Linked DNA regions of Mus musculus: region 1 is linked to region 2. The links are chromatin contacts, called in public HiChIP or PLAC-seq maps. All regions are on one chromosome and are shown on one strand. The core of a region is the stretch at or near the end of the contact, and the rest is flanking DNA. Distances in the headings are between cores, read along the strand shown.

What was found. HiChIP or PLAC-seq counts read pairs in DNA pulled down with a chosen protein or histone mark.
Region 1: a contact with region 2 is called in an H3K4me3 HiChIP or PLAC-seq map of forebrain, with 5 times the contacts expected there. The contact joins the promoter of Fam136a here to the enhancer-like site in region 2. A contact is called at or near these places in 12 of 39 promoter capture datasets (the C10 cell line, the HPC-7 cell line, cranial neural crest and 6 more), 8 of 484 Hi-C or Micro-C datasets (B cells, the G1E-ER4 cell line, bone marrow-derived macrophages and 5 more), 26 of 115 datasets of contacts at active chromatin or transcription factors (the 230-238 cell line, acute myeloid leukemia, bone marrow-derived macrophages and 19 more) and 2 of 9 other capture datasets (adipose tissue and liver).

The regions. Positions count from the first base shown.
Region 1 is chr6:86,362,476-86,369,183 of GRCm38.p6, reverse strand. It overlaps Fam136a (family with sequence similarity 136, member A), which reads right to left and starts at 3,538. Exons shown (of 3, transcript NM_025591.3): 1 at 3,365-3,538; 2 at 2,434-2,574; 3 at 1-453. The coding sequence starts at 3,451. The coding sequence ends at 265.
Region 2 is chr6:86,101,739-86,108,356 of GRCm38.p6, reverse strand. It overlaps Add2 (adducin 2 (beta)), which reads right to left. Exons shown (of 16, transcript NM_001271857.1): 10 at 3,699-3,875; 11 at 2,053-2,310; 12 at 883-1,002; 13 at 371-460. Among named protein-coding and RNA genes, the nearest start is that of Add2, 76 kb to the right of the region's middle. Within about 2 kb of position 5,281, at least 47 of the 459 cell types and tissues checked have an H3K27ac peak or open chromatin away from gene starts, as enhancers often do. A contact at or near this core is called in the G1E-ER4 cell line, cerebral cortex, forebrain and 1 more, where this site is marked.

The sequences.
Region 1 (6,708 bases), core at 2,289-4,788, 260 kb before region 2:
CAGTACAGACACTTGCATATGAATATTTAGGATCTAGACTTCTCCTCTGAGCTATCTGTGATCCAAATCTTAGCACCAGCTTCTTCCTACTTCACCTTCTAAGATCCGAATGTAAAGGGACTAGTGTCCAGCAGTGAGCAGCATTTGCCTGGAACTTGCTGTGTCTAAGTTTTCCTCATTCGTAAACGTTGCTTAACATATTAAACTTCCATTCTTCCTTTTAAATAGCCTGCCCGCAGTCCCGATGGTCACTGGCAAACAATTTTATTTCCCTATGGATGACAGAGACTCCTTCATCTTCTTGGTCATTGTTGGGATGAGGTGCATGTGGTCATCCACACACTTGGTCACACAGCTGTCTAGCTGTCGCTTCACCTGAAGCTCCTTAGTTCCTGCATCCATTGAGTCTTTGGCTTTGTCATTGCAATGCATGGTGCAGCGGGCCAGGCGGTCCTGTGATGAGAAGAGAGAGAAGGCTGAGAGGCTGGCTTCTGTTGTCTGAGTATTGGTCCCATGCCAGGCCTTGGGCTACAGGCTCGATACAGATCGTCTCTGCCAGTACTAAGTCTAACACTCTCTTGGTTCAAACAGAAGGTGCCACTGGGAAGGCTCAGACTAAGCACTGAGCAGAGGAATGGAAAAAATGAGCTTTATACAAGATGCTGGCAGCAATCAAATGACTACTGTTGGGCTTATAAATACCTCAATTCCTTTCCCACTCTTTCATCTTTCATGTGTGTGGGGGCTGTGGATTTTTAGACGTTTATTTGTGGATGTGGAGGCCTGAGGTACATGTTAGGAACCATCCTCCCTTGCTCTCCCAGATATTCACAGAGGCAGGGCTCTCAACCAATCAGCTAGACTTGCTTGCCGGCCAGCTGTAGAGATTCTGTCTCTGTCTTCTAGGGCTAGATTTACAGGTGGGCTGCCACACCCAAGAGACAATGGTTTCTGGTGATTTCAACTCTGGGCCTTGTGTGTGCATGGCATCCCCTCAACCATCTCCCCTGCACCCATTTTAATTCTTTACTGCCTGTCCTTCTACAGAAAGACAACTCAAATACTTTCAAGCATCTGCTATGTGCCAGGCTTTCTTCTAGTGTAGAATACAGAAATGAACAAAGTGAAAAGTGTCCCTGCTCGTATGGAATTATCAGTCTAGGGTAGAGATGGTAAGAGATGAGTAGGAAGTGAGTTGGGATTCAGGAATGAGGTCTGAACAAATGCAAGCACTGCCAGGGGTAGCTAACATTTTGGTTTCTCTTGGCCACATTGTTATCTACAGTTATCAGGGGTGGTGGTGAACACTTTTAACCCCAGCACTTGGGTGCTAGAGGCAGGCAGATCTCTGAGTTTAAAGCCAGCCTGGTCTATGTAGTGTTCCAGGACAGCCAGTGCAAACAGAAACTATCTCAAAAAAGAAAAGAAAGATCCCAGCACTTGGGAAGCAGAGGCAGGCGGATTTCTGAGTTTGAGGCCAGCCTGGTCTACAAAGTGAGTTCCAGGACAGCCAGGGCTATACAGAGAAATCCTGTTTAGAAACAAACAAACAAACAAACAAACAAACAAAACCACACACCCCCCAAAAGGGGAAAAACAAACAAAACAAAACAAAATAACTCAGGAAGACCTGTTGGAAGGTATCTAAGAAAGCATGGGGAGATAGAAAATTATTAAAATACATTACCTGTATGAAACAATCAGAGAAAAATTAATAACTAAAGTAAGTTTATACCTTTACTTTTTTTTTTTAATATGCATTGGTGTTTTCCCTGAACGTATGTTTGTGTGAGGGTGTCCGGTCCTATGGAACTGAGATTACAGACAGCTGTGAGCTGCCGTGTGGGTGCTGGGAATTGAACCTGACTCTGAAGAACAACCCGTGCTCTTAACTGCTGAGCCATTTCTTCAGCTCCATAGCTTTTGTTTTTGAGATTTTATTTTTTATGTGTTTGCCTAAATATAATGTCTGTGCACCACATTTGTGCAGTGCCCGCAGAGGGCCAAAGAGGGCTTCAGATCACTTATGACTGGAATTACAGATAACTGTGAGCCACCATTTAGGTGGGTACTAGGAACTGAATCTCTGGAAAAGCAGCTAGTACTCTTAAATGCTGAGTCATCTCTACAGCCCCAAATTAATATACATTTTAAGGAATTTTATACAACACAACATAGATTGTATTTGGTACATCAAAAAGGCATAAAGGTGCTTGGTTAGAAACCCCCTTGGTAACTTTCTTTTATATTACTGTTTCTGTGGCAAATATAGCACAACTTAACAGCACACCCAGGGCTTCTTCCAGAATATCAACCCTCACGGACACCAGGGCTCCCACCAGTGTTGACAGGACCTAAGGCAGAACGAGTGTTTCTCATCCCCTGCCAAGGAGCTGCTGTTCAAGGACTTGGGAGCTGTGAGGCATTCCTGACCTGGAACCTTTCCAGCTCGCTGGTGACCAGAGCCTGGGCTTGAGCCAGAGGCGCATGGCAGCGCTCGATGCATTGGTGCACCTGCTGCATAGATGCTTGGGTGTCTTCACAGCAGTTGGCGCTGCACCGGAACATGAGGCCCTGGGGAGCGAAGACAGAGCCTGGTGAGACTGGAAAGACTCTGAGGACAGCTCTCGAAGGACAAGGCCTTGGAGGCCATGCTTCTCTACCTGTTTTGTTTTATTTTTCCCGCCGTATCATCAGGACTTCGTAAGACTGGGACGGTTACCAGGCCTAACATTTGTAGGATGGGGATATATGTTCTTGGGAGCGCGCTTGCTAGTTCTAAGAAAGCCTTGCGTTCCATTCCGCACAGCACAAAGCCAGGGTGGTGGCCCATGCCTGTAATCCTCGCACTCCAAAGGTGAAGGCAGGAAGATCGGGGGTTGGAAGTCAACCTGGGTTAAAAGAGACCCTGTGTGCTGCTATGAGCTCACTGATAAGATAATGTACCCAAGACTGAACCGGAAGAAACCACGTTCTGAAAATCAGTTTTTGTATTTCTGTAGCAGAGTTCAGAGGTCGGCCTGGCTAGTCAACGCCCCACAAGGCGATCGAAACAGTAGAGGGTGATTAAGGGGTGAAGTTAAGCGAGGCCAGTAGGGTGAGGGAGACGGGGCCCACGCTCACGGGCGTTCAGGGTTCGTGGCATCTAAATCAGCGCAGGACGGCCCGAAGGGATTTCGGTCTGGTGGTTCTCCTGGGCCGGTCCCTCCGAGCCTCGCGCCAGATCACCTCAGGGGCGGCCGAACGCTCGTCACCGAGGCCAGGTGGGAGGAAACCGCCCCACGCGAGGCCCGGAGCTCGAACGTCACCGCGCCACCCCCGCCCGAGTTTCCAATCCCGTTTGGGCGCCGGACCGCGCCGCTACCTGCATCTTCCGGATGTTCTCTCTCTCCACACTTTTCACCATGGCGTCCACAGCCTCCTGCACTCGGAGTTGCTGCACCTCCGCCATGGCGACCCTGAGCTCAGCCGCGCCGGCGCCCGCGTGTGCACCCGCTGCGCCCCGCCCCCTGCGCCCGTGCGGGCTTCTCAAGCCACTGAGTCCCACCCTCCGGCTTCGCCCCGCCCTCGGCTGCGCCCCGCCCCTAGCTAGTGAGTCCCGCCCCTTTGCGCTGAGCCCGACCCCCCACCGAGTCACCGCACAGTCTTCCGAGTACCTCGCCCTGGCCCCTGGCCATTGCGCCCTTGTCCTCAGTAAGCGTTCCCGTTCCCGCATCCTCATCGCCCCCTGGCGTCTAGGTTAAGCAACTTCAGGCAGGAGACAGCGGGCGCGCCGCTGGTTCTTCCGTGGAGCCAGGCTTTTGGTGGCCAAAGATCTCTTCGTCGTCTGACTTCTTTTCTTCCTCTCTTTCTCTCTCTCCCTCTGTCAATCCCAATTTTAAAAAAGCGAATGTAATTAGCAGCTCTTGTACAGCTCGATCAGATTTTATTATTGCTATCTTTGTCTTGGTTTCTTTTTGTTGCCGAACAGAATTTCATTAAATGTACATACCACAATTTGCTTTGTCAATTCCCCAGCTGGTGAACATTTATGCCGAGTTACTAGTTACTGCGAGTAAAGGGTACGGTATTCTAGATTGTCTCAAGAGTAGTGTGGGGGTATGGAGGGGCTGTAGATAGCGAGACCGTTGAGTAAGGGCGAGCTGTTTCTGAATGGATTGGTTCTGTCAGCCATGTGCTCTCGTGTTCCCATTTCTACTGTCTTATGCAGTCATCTCTGAAACACAAGTGGTCCCTTCTTCCCATGGGCCGATGCAGAGGGGAGCATCATTAGGTTAGGAAGAGGGCTACTAAAGGCTGCGTTAGAAGAGCTTGGGCTATAAGTGGTCCCATAGAGATAAGGGAAAGTTCGAGTGTTTCGGGAAATCTCTCTCGGCGAGCTAGCATTGAATTTTTGTATTGAACTAGAAGGCCCTTGCCTGGCACTCTGGAGAAGGAAAAGAATGACAGGCAGGTACGGGAAGCTTCAGAGGGCAAAACAGAAAAAAAAGGTTGAAGCTTTGTGGAATAGCCTGGAACGAAAAAAAAAAGACTAGCGTGTGAAGAGTGCTTGAGATTTTAGGCACTTGCTGTGATTCGCCACTAGATGGCAGGCTAGCTCTGTTTTGAGGGTAGGAAAAGCCACACAACCCATTGTCCTTTGAGAAAAGCTGTGTTCCTCCATGGCTGGGCTTTCCCTCTCTCAGATACCAGGGTTGGGGATAAAATGTGTCCACTACTTGAAGCCGGACTTACAGGGATCTTCCAGGAGCAGCTGGAGCCAGGGCGATGGCAGTGGTCACCCAACAGACCAGGTGCTTTGCAAGTACTTTGAATGGGGTCTGAAGCGGACCCTTCAGTGTCCATTTTTCTCTCACTGTGCACAAAGTCAAAGCAAAGGGAGGGGAAGACTCTGGAATATTTAAATCCTAGCAGGGCAAGATGGCTGCCTCAGCCGCGAAGACACCAGACTGTGGCAAGACTCTTGAGACTCACTTCATGATTCCAGATTCCATAGAAAATTCTTTCTAATAAAGGCACAGTTTAACACTTCTCACTTTCTCCTTTATTTCTAATGTGTATCATGGTAGTTTCAGCAGCTGCTTCTACAGTAATGCTGTTAGTCACACTGAGATCTGGTGGGAAGCCTTTGGTAAGACAACTTTGTTAGTTTCAGTATGGCAAGACGAGTGGTTCTTTGATGTTTATGGAAAGTGACTCCTGACATGTGAGGAACCTGCCCCTGTAAGACAGTGGTCACTCTTTAAAGACTGGATCTAACGGCTTGAAGACAACAGGCCATGCCTCTCTGCAGCTCTCTGTAGGACCAAGAGTTAAGAAGCTAGCTATCTGTGCCGTGCTCTTAGAGTATTCCCTGATTACAGGTCCTAACCTATACCTGGCTCCTCCGAGCTCTTTGCCATGGACGCTGTGTTGAACCAAATCACAGGTGTGAAATGTTCCTTAAAATTGACATAAAAGTCTCATATGTCCTTCATTCCTGGGATGTCTCTGAAGAGACTCCTTGACCCCACCCATTCCTCTCATGACAGCTGTCCTCTTCTCTCCTCTGATTCTCTTCTAAAATATGTTTATTTTTATTTTATGTGTATGTGTGTGCCTGATTATATGTGTGTGCATCACATGCATGCAGGGGCCCATGGAGGCCAGAAGAGAACGTCAGACCCTCTGGAACTTGAATTACTGGTGTTTGTGAGCTATCATGTGAGTGCTGAGAATTGAACCTGGGTCCTATGCAAGAGTAGATAATGATCTTAACCACTAAGCCATCTCTCCAGCTTCATCTTATTCTCATGATAAAGCGCCTCTCTAATTTTAATTTTTTTATATTTTAGTATTTATTTATTTGCTTGAGACAGGGTTTCACTTTTTACTAGCCCTGGCTGTCCTGGAACTCACTATGTAGACCAAGCTGGCCTCACTCTCACAGAGATCCTTCCCTGCCTCTGCCTCTGCCTCTGCCTCTGCCTCTGCCTCTGCCTCTGCCTCTGCCTCTGCCTCTGCCTCTGCCTCTGCCTCTGCCTCTGCCTCTGCCTCTGCCTCTGCCTCTGCCTCCTGAGTGCTGGGACTGAAGGCATGTGATATCACCCTCCTGGTGCTCTCTGGGTTTTAAAGGGAAGCTTTCTCCTCTTCTTCTTGGGGTGGGTTATGTGGTCTCTACCCCAACCATATATCCAGTGACTGTATAGAAAATGGAAGAGGAGTGAGATTAGAATCAAATATTAAGACTTGAGCAAGACCTAGCTAGGGAAGGGAGGGGGTAATTGTCAACAGAACCTTAAGATAGGTTGAATACTCCAGGGAAAGGGCCTATATAACTTTGCAATCCTAAGAAGGTGACCAGACTTCAGAGGGTAATGATCATATGGTGCACTTTGTGATAGAGGGGCTTAGGCAGACCGAAAGCACTCCAAGACTCAGTGTGAGTGGCAGGAAGCCACACAGCAGCAGGAAGCAGTCAGTGTTTCTGATGCCTCTGTGAGAGGTCTCTGTAGTGCAACCAGTGCTGGAGTAGCTGAAGCAGAAAAGATCATGGTGGAGCAAAGGCCCTGGATTAGTACATAATGGTCAAATAACTGTTTTGTGAAAGAGTTTATTCCAGGTGTGTGTGTGTGTGTGTGTGTGTGTGTGTGTGTGTGTGTGTGAGAGAGAGAGAGAGAGAGAGAGAGAGAGAGAGAGAGAGAGAGGGGGAGAGAGAGAGAGAGCATG
Region 2 (6,618 bases), core at 4,032-6,531:
ACACACCCTCACTGTATCCTGATGTTGCTATATCCAACCCAGGGGTCAGAGACACTTGGGCCACCAGAATTCAGCAGGACACTGAGAGAGGCCCTCTTGAAGTCCCATGGTGGGAGGTGTGGGGCCAGCCAGAGGCCTTCCTATGAACAAATGGGCTGCTCCTTGTTGCTCTCTATCCAGTGCACTCAGGAGTGAGCCAACATTGTCCTCCCTGGACCTCACAGCCACCTGTGTGGTGGCCTTTCACTATGCAGCAAAAGCCCAGCACCCAAGATCATGGGGTGAGCGGGCCTGAGGACTCAGGGGTCCCCTGCCCAGCCCCAGGAGTCTGATACACTTCCCCTTCGGTTGGGGGCAGTCTCTGCTGTACCGGACTCCGGCTCTTCTCTGCGATGACACTGGCCAAGAGCTGAGACTGAGGCCCGGCTGACTTTATGTCTTGTCGGTTTTGCTCTCGAATCTATGTGGAAAGGGGAGAAAAAGGGGTCAGAGCATGGAAGGGCTCTCTGATGTCCAGTGAGGTCTGTGATGAGTCTGAATAAGGTCTTGTATGGTTAGCAGTCTATCCTCTCTGCTCCAATACAATCTGCCCTCCTGAGGGCTGCCTCCATACCTGGCCTGGAGCAACTCTGAGCTCACAAAAGGCCACTCTGTGGACATGTCTTTTAGACACACCTAATGTGTAAAGCAAGTGCCCTGCTCCTTAAGTGGGCCACAGAGGACCATAGGACTGTGTAAGTCCTGCACGAGGCACTGAGCCCAGGATGTCATCAATACAGTCTCACACCAGGGGTGTTGATGAGTTCCCCTAACCCAGGAACTTGGCTTGTACTTCTGGGATCCCAGGGTCCCTCAGAAAAGCAGGCAGGAGAGCAGGCTCACCTTGTTCCTCATGTCCAGAACTTCCTGGGGGTCAGTGTAGAGAGGCACAAATTGGTTTGGGTTTTCAATCCGTATGGGCATGCCGCTGCTGGACTTTTCCACTTCATCAGCCTTCATCCACTGACAAGGCAAGTAAGGAGTTGGGTGTGGTCCACTGGGGCCCCTCCCACTGGGAGGCCCTCCCACTGTGTGCCCCACCCACCAGCATTGAAGGTCTACAAGTCGCTCAGAGTTATCTCTTGTATCAGAGCCAAGATGAGTGTTAGATGATGCAGTCATCAAGGAAGGCCGGTGGACCACAAAACAATAACAACAACAACAACAACAACAAAACACACACACACACACACACACACAAACCAGGGCTGAAGCTTGGGCAGGCTGTGACTGGGCTCCAGTTTCTTTCAGGTAACTGGATTTGCATTTGGTGGAGGTCTATTCTGATTGACTGTGGCTACTTTTTTGTTAATGGAAAAAAAAAATCAAATAGAGTTGGTCCAGGAGAGATGGCCCAGTGGTTACAGAACCTGCCCTTCAAGCTCAAGGACCTGTGTTTGGATCCCCAGGAACCCAGATGGGTGTGGTGGCTCACCCATAACTCAGAAGGTAGACACAGGGGATCCTAAGTGAGTTTAACAATATCAGCAAGCTATGGGCTTATTCTCAAAGAATAAGATAGAAGAGCTATTGAAGATGATTCCATACATCAACCTGAGTCACATACATGGGAACCCATGTACATACATGCCAAGAAAAAAAAAAACATTTATCTATGAAAAACGGGAAAGAAAAAAAATCAAATAGAGATCGGTGTGAGTGAGAAAAAGGGAGAGAGAAAAGAGATCAACCTGTCCTTCTCCTAGGTTTGTGTCAGACCTCAGGCCCAGGGTTTGGCATGTTGCCCAGGAATGTCCCAAAGCCCCCTGTGGGTATGGGGTGAAACAGAGACCCCAATCTTTCTTGAATCTGTGCTCATGGAAGTGGCCCAATCCTGTTACCCTCTGGAGAAATCTGCTCCTTGTGCCTTAAACCTCAATACAGGGGCACTAGAAAGGGGTGTTAGGGGCCCTGGGCCTGAGCACAGCGTCCAGGAAGGTGGATGAAAACTGTGTGACTGGCCTCCCATCAGTGCAACCCTCCCCATTCAGGCCAGCCCCACCTCCCTCTTACCGTGGTCTTTGGTCGGGGACTGCCCATGTTCCTCTGCACCTCGTCAGCCACGTTCACCCGCAGGTAGGTGTTGGGAGTGTTAAGCCAGCGGGTCTTTTCCTTCTGCTGCTTCTGGGCGTGCTGGCGCAGGGCGGGGACTGGGACTCCATCCTCTTCAAACACAAAGGCAGTGACTGTGGCTGGGATCTCCACTTCACTTTTGTGTTTGGTTTTCTCTTGGACAAAGGGGTGGCGGTACGTATAGCCTGTTCTGTAGCCCTAAGAGGACAAAACAGAACCAGGTGCTGGAGAGGACAGAGGTCTACACCCAGACTTGTCAACCCCAAATATCCACCAGACAACTGAGCAGCCAGGCCTAGGTTACAGGGCTTTCAAGTTGAGATGGGCCTAGTCACTTAGGCTTGTCATCCCAATTGTTCAGGAAGCTGAGGCAGGAGCATGACAACTTCAAGGTCTGCCTGGGCTACAGAGCATGCACAAGGCTAACTGGGTAACTTAGTGAGCCTATGTCTCAAAGTGTGAACAAAAAGGCTGGGCAGTATAGCTCCTTGGTAGAATGCCTGCTTGGTACATGTGAAACTTTGAGTTTAATTCTCAGCACACAAAAGTTTAAAAAAATAATGAGGTCTGCTCAATGCTCATGATTTTGATGAATTTGTAAGTAGTATTGCTTTTGATGATGATGATGTATAATTTTGCAGTGCTGGGGCCTAGCACATCATGCAATACCAGACAGTCTATACTGAGCTAAACTTCCAGTGTCCAATATGTTTTTAAAGTAGCTAACATTAAGATACAAACAACAGATTTAAAATCATAAGTGTGTGTGTCCTTATATACATGTGCATGTGTACACATGTGTATGTGTGCTTGCAAGTCTTAAAACTGGAAAGAGGACCATGATTGGGGGAGGAAGAGGTCTTAAAGGAGCAAGACACAGAGAGTGATGTATAATGCCATGTGAAAGCAGAAGTGGGGACTGAGAAGGGATGAGGGACAACTAGAGGGACAATGGGTGGGGCCAGTAGCCAGTTGGGAGGAATGAGAACTGTGTAGAAGGCTATACATGTGTGATATTGCCACGAGGAAACCCATGCTACCTTACACATTAGTTTAAAAAAAAAAAAAAACTCAAGTTACTTATGATAGTAACTTGAGTTGTATAGAGCTGGTGGAAGTGCTGGCTCATTCACAGCACCTTTCTCCAACATTCACAGTGAAGTCTGATCGGGTTAGAGCCCTCCTTTCTTTCTTCTCTGAAATTTTAAATAGAATTGTCTGCTTCTCTCAAAGCTCTGAAACAATTCCTATGGAAGCTAGCCGCAAAGGCCTGGTGCTTCGTTTGAAAACAATGACTCAGCACACAGAGCCAGGAGTCCCCTCTCACCACCAAAAGCACATCTCATTGCAAATCCATCCCATGGAGAGCATAGGCAGACGTGAGGATGTCTCAGCACTTAGCAGAGGGAGAAAAGGCAAGTACTGGAGAAAGTGCAGCTATTGTTCAAGTGAACACAAACTCAGAGGCCTTCACTAACTAAACCATGACAGAGGTGGTTCTTGTGCATCCCCAGTGCTTTCAGATGTCTGGCTATGGGGGCTCAGCTTCCATGGAGCGGTCTGAAGGACAGCACCAAGACACTCACTAAATTGTCCAGCATCCTCATGAGGGCTTCAAATTCATGCTCTCCCAGCCGGCTCTTCTGCATGGGCCCGAAGGTGCTGCCGGCCCACTGCACAGAGCCCACCTCGTGCGGCCGGTGTTTCTCTTGCTCCAAGAGGATGAGGTTCTCAGTGCCCCCAGCACTGGACAGAGCCGACACCTGCGGAGAATCAGCACACGGGTGTGTGGAGTCCTTGAAACTGCTGTGGTGTGCACCAGAGGTCAGTGGGGTCACAGAGAACTCAGGCTCCAGAAAGGCCTAGGGAACTAGAGGAAGATATCTGAACACTTGCGGAGCATTCATTGTCATGGAGCACAGCGTCAGTAACCCCTCTGTGGGCTCGGTTCCCGGAGAACCCAGAGAGGAAGAAATAACAAGTGTTAAAACCCTGGATGAGACAGCACAGAGGACCGAATGCTCATCATCCCAGATACAACACACCAGAGAAGAAAAATGGTACCTAGGATGTAGCACCCCAGAGAACTAAATGGTACCTAGGTCATAATGCCTCAGAGAAGAAGAGGGGGCAGTGCAGGTGGCTTCAGGCAGCACACTTAACAATTAGGACAGAGGTGTGTGTACAATGTGGGCAATTTAGATTAACCTTAAAAGCATCCACACATCTAACCTCCACTCCCAATTTGCATCCCTACCATTCAGATGTCCTGAGTCAGGTTTGGGTTTTTGGGGAGAAAGAGAGAGGTAGAGCTAAGCCACGTTGACACAGCAGTGTGCTCACACCCTCACATCCGAGAAGACTGATGTCTGCACACAAGCTCACTTATCAGAGCCATACTCTGATGATCTAATCTGCAGTGCCTGATGTTTCAGGATGGGTTGAGAGTTTGGGTTGTGGTTTTGGTGGTGTTTGTTTCAACCAGAGATAAAGGAATCCATTTAGTTTACCGACAGATGCAGGCATATGAGCTTTGAGCATTCTCCTGCACCAATAGACAGCCCTAACCCTGCTTAGTGGAGGTCAGCTCATCAGACTTCCTCAGGCGAGCCCCATCACCCTGGAACAGGAGGACACCACAACACTTCCCAGTGCCTTTATACTCAGGATATATGTATGCATGTCTTTAACTGTCCCCACTGTCCCTTGATGCCCTGGAGAGACAGTGCTAGGGTGTGTGTAAATGATAGGCCTGAGTGGGTACCAGGCTGGCTGGGTGTGTTACACCACCTCCTCACCCTGTGACTTTGGGTAGCTATTTAGCATCTTTGTGTTCAGTTTCCACATCCATCAAGTAAATATGGCAATGCTCTACCTTGTGAGGAATCTCTTAAGGTGATGGTAAGGCATCTATAATGTTCTGCAGCCTCAGGTGCAGCACATGGATGCTACTGCTAATTTAACACTCTGATAATGAAAGGCAGTCTCCCTGGGACTGTTTGTTAATGGAGAAGGAAGAAGGGAGAGAGCACCCACAGCCTTGCCCAAGCTGCCTCCTTCCATCTCTTCTTCCAGCAGTTTCCATGGCGATGGGTAGCAGATGGGGAAGAACTGCCTGTGCCTCCCATCTGCCTCTCAGTGAGGAATGACCCACTTTTTTCCAGAACTCTAAACCAATAGGCAAAGAATATACTGTGCTCAGGAGAGCAGAGCAGGCGCCTAGGCTTGGACCACAGACATGGCCACAGTCACATTCCCCTGTCCACCAAGGTCACTGAGGGAGGAATCAGGGCCCTTGGCGGACATGAAGCTTCAGAGCTGGCTACCAGAGTGCAATCCTGGCGGTAGCTGCAGGCCTTGACCCTGCGCTCACTGATGCCTTAGTCTTTGCTTCTGCTCCTCCATGTCTTCTAGTCCATCCCCTCCCTCTAGAAGCCTCTCCATCCATAAAACTGATGAGGAGACACTGGCCCTTTCCTGGGTTGGTTGCCAGAGGGACGTGGGAGAGCAAAGACACATCAAACTAGCCCTGAGCAGGTGACAGCAGCCAGGAGGCTGTTATGACCAGAACGAACAGCTCTGCCCTATGGCTACAGGTCAGGGGGTTAAACTGCCCAGGGGCCACTTCTGAGGTCTGAAATGGGAGAAGACGTTTCACTGTGTAGGGGACACAGCAGTGACTCTCCATTTGTGCAGAGTGCTGAGATAGCTCTGGAGAGAAGAGCTTTTCCTGTGTGCTATTTTCTCAGGGAAGCTTCTGGAAAGGCGTGTTAGGGAACCCTTTTCAGTTCAGTATGAGGAAAGGCAGAGAGAGTCTTCCCTTGATCATGAAGGCTCAGCCAGTTCTGATGCCAGTCAGTAGCCAGATCGGTCAGAATTCTTAGTTGAGGGAGAAGGTACCACATCAGAGACATGACCTGGATCCAGGCCTCAGAGTCTAATTCTGAACACTGCTGTTTCTTGGGCGCCTCACCCACTCCATTCCACGTAACATTTATTCATCTCCAGACTTACAATCGTCTCTGCAGCACTCCACTGTAAGGGTACCACAGGGCTCTCCCACCTCCCTCATGTGGCAGGGCTGAGCTGACCACAAGTGACACTGAGGGAGGGAGCGACCCTTCCTTCAGTGCTGTTCTGCCTGGCCCGCCAGAGTGAGGCAGGAGGGCACCACGTGGGACTTACAGAGAGCTGGCTTGTCCTAGAACCGCAGCCTCTGTAGTGTCACCACCTCTCCTAGCCTGGAGAGGCCATTCCTCCCAGTCAGCTTTGACCCATGCCAACATGGAGACAATCGGCTTGTAGAGGGCACATCTCTGCCTCAAAGGTACACAGCCAGGGCTGGTCATGAATCTATCCAAGGCTGGATGAGCACACCCCTTATCCCACCAACTCGGACACCACATTGTACATGCTCTTGGCTGACCCTCACCACAGAGCTGCCTGTAAACCAGCATTCCTGGAGCTTCATGGGCTCCAAGGTCATTGACCTTCCCCAACTAACTG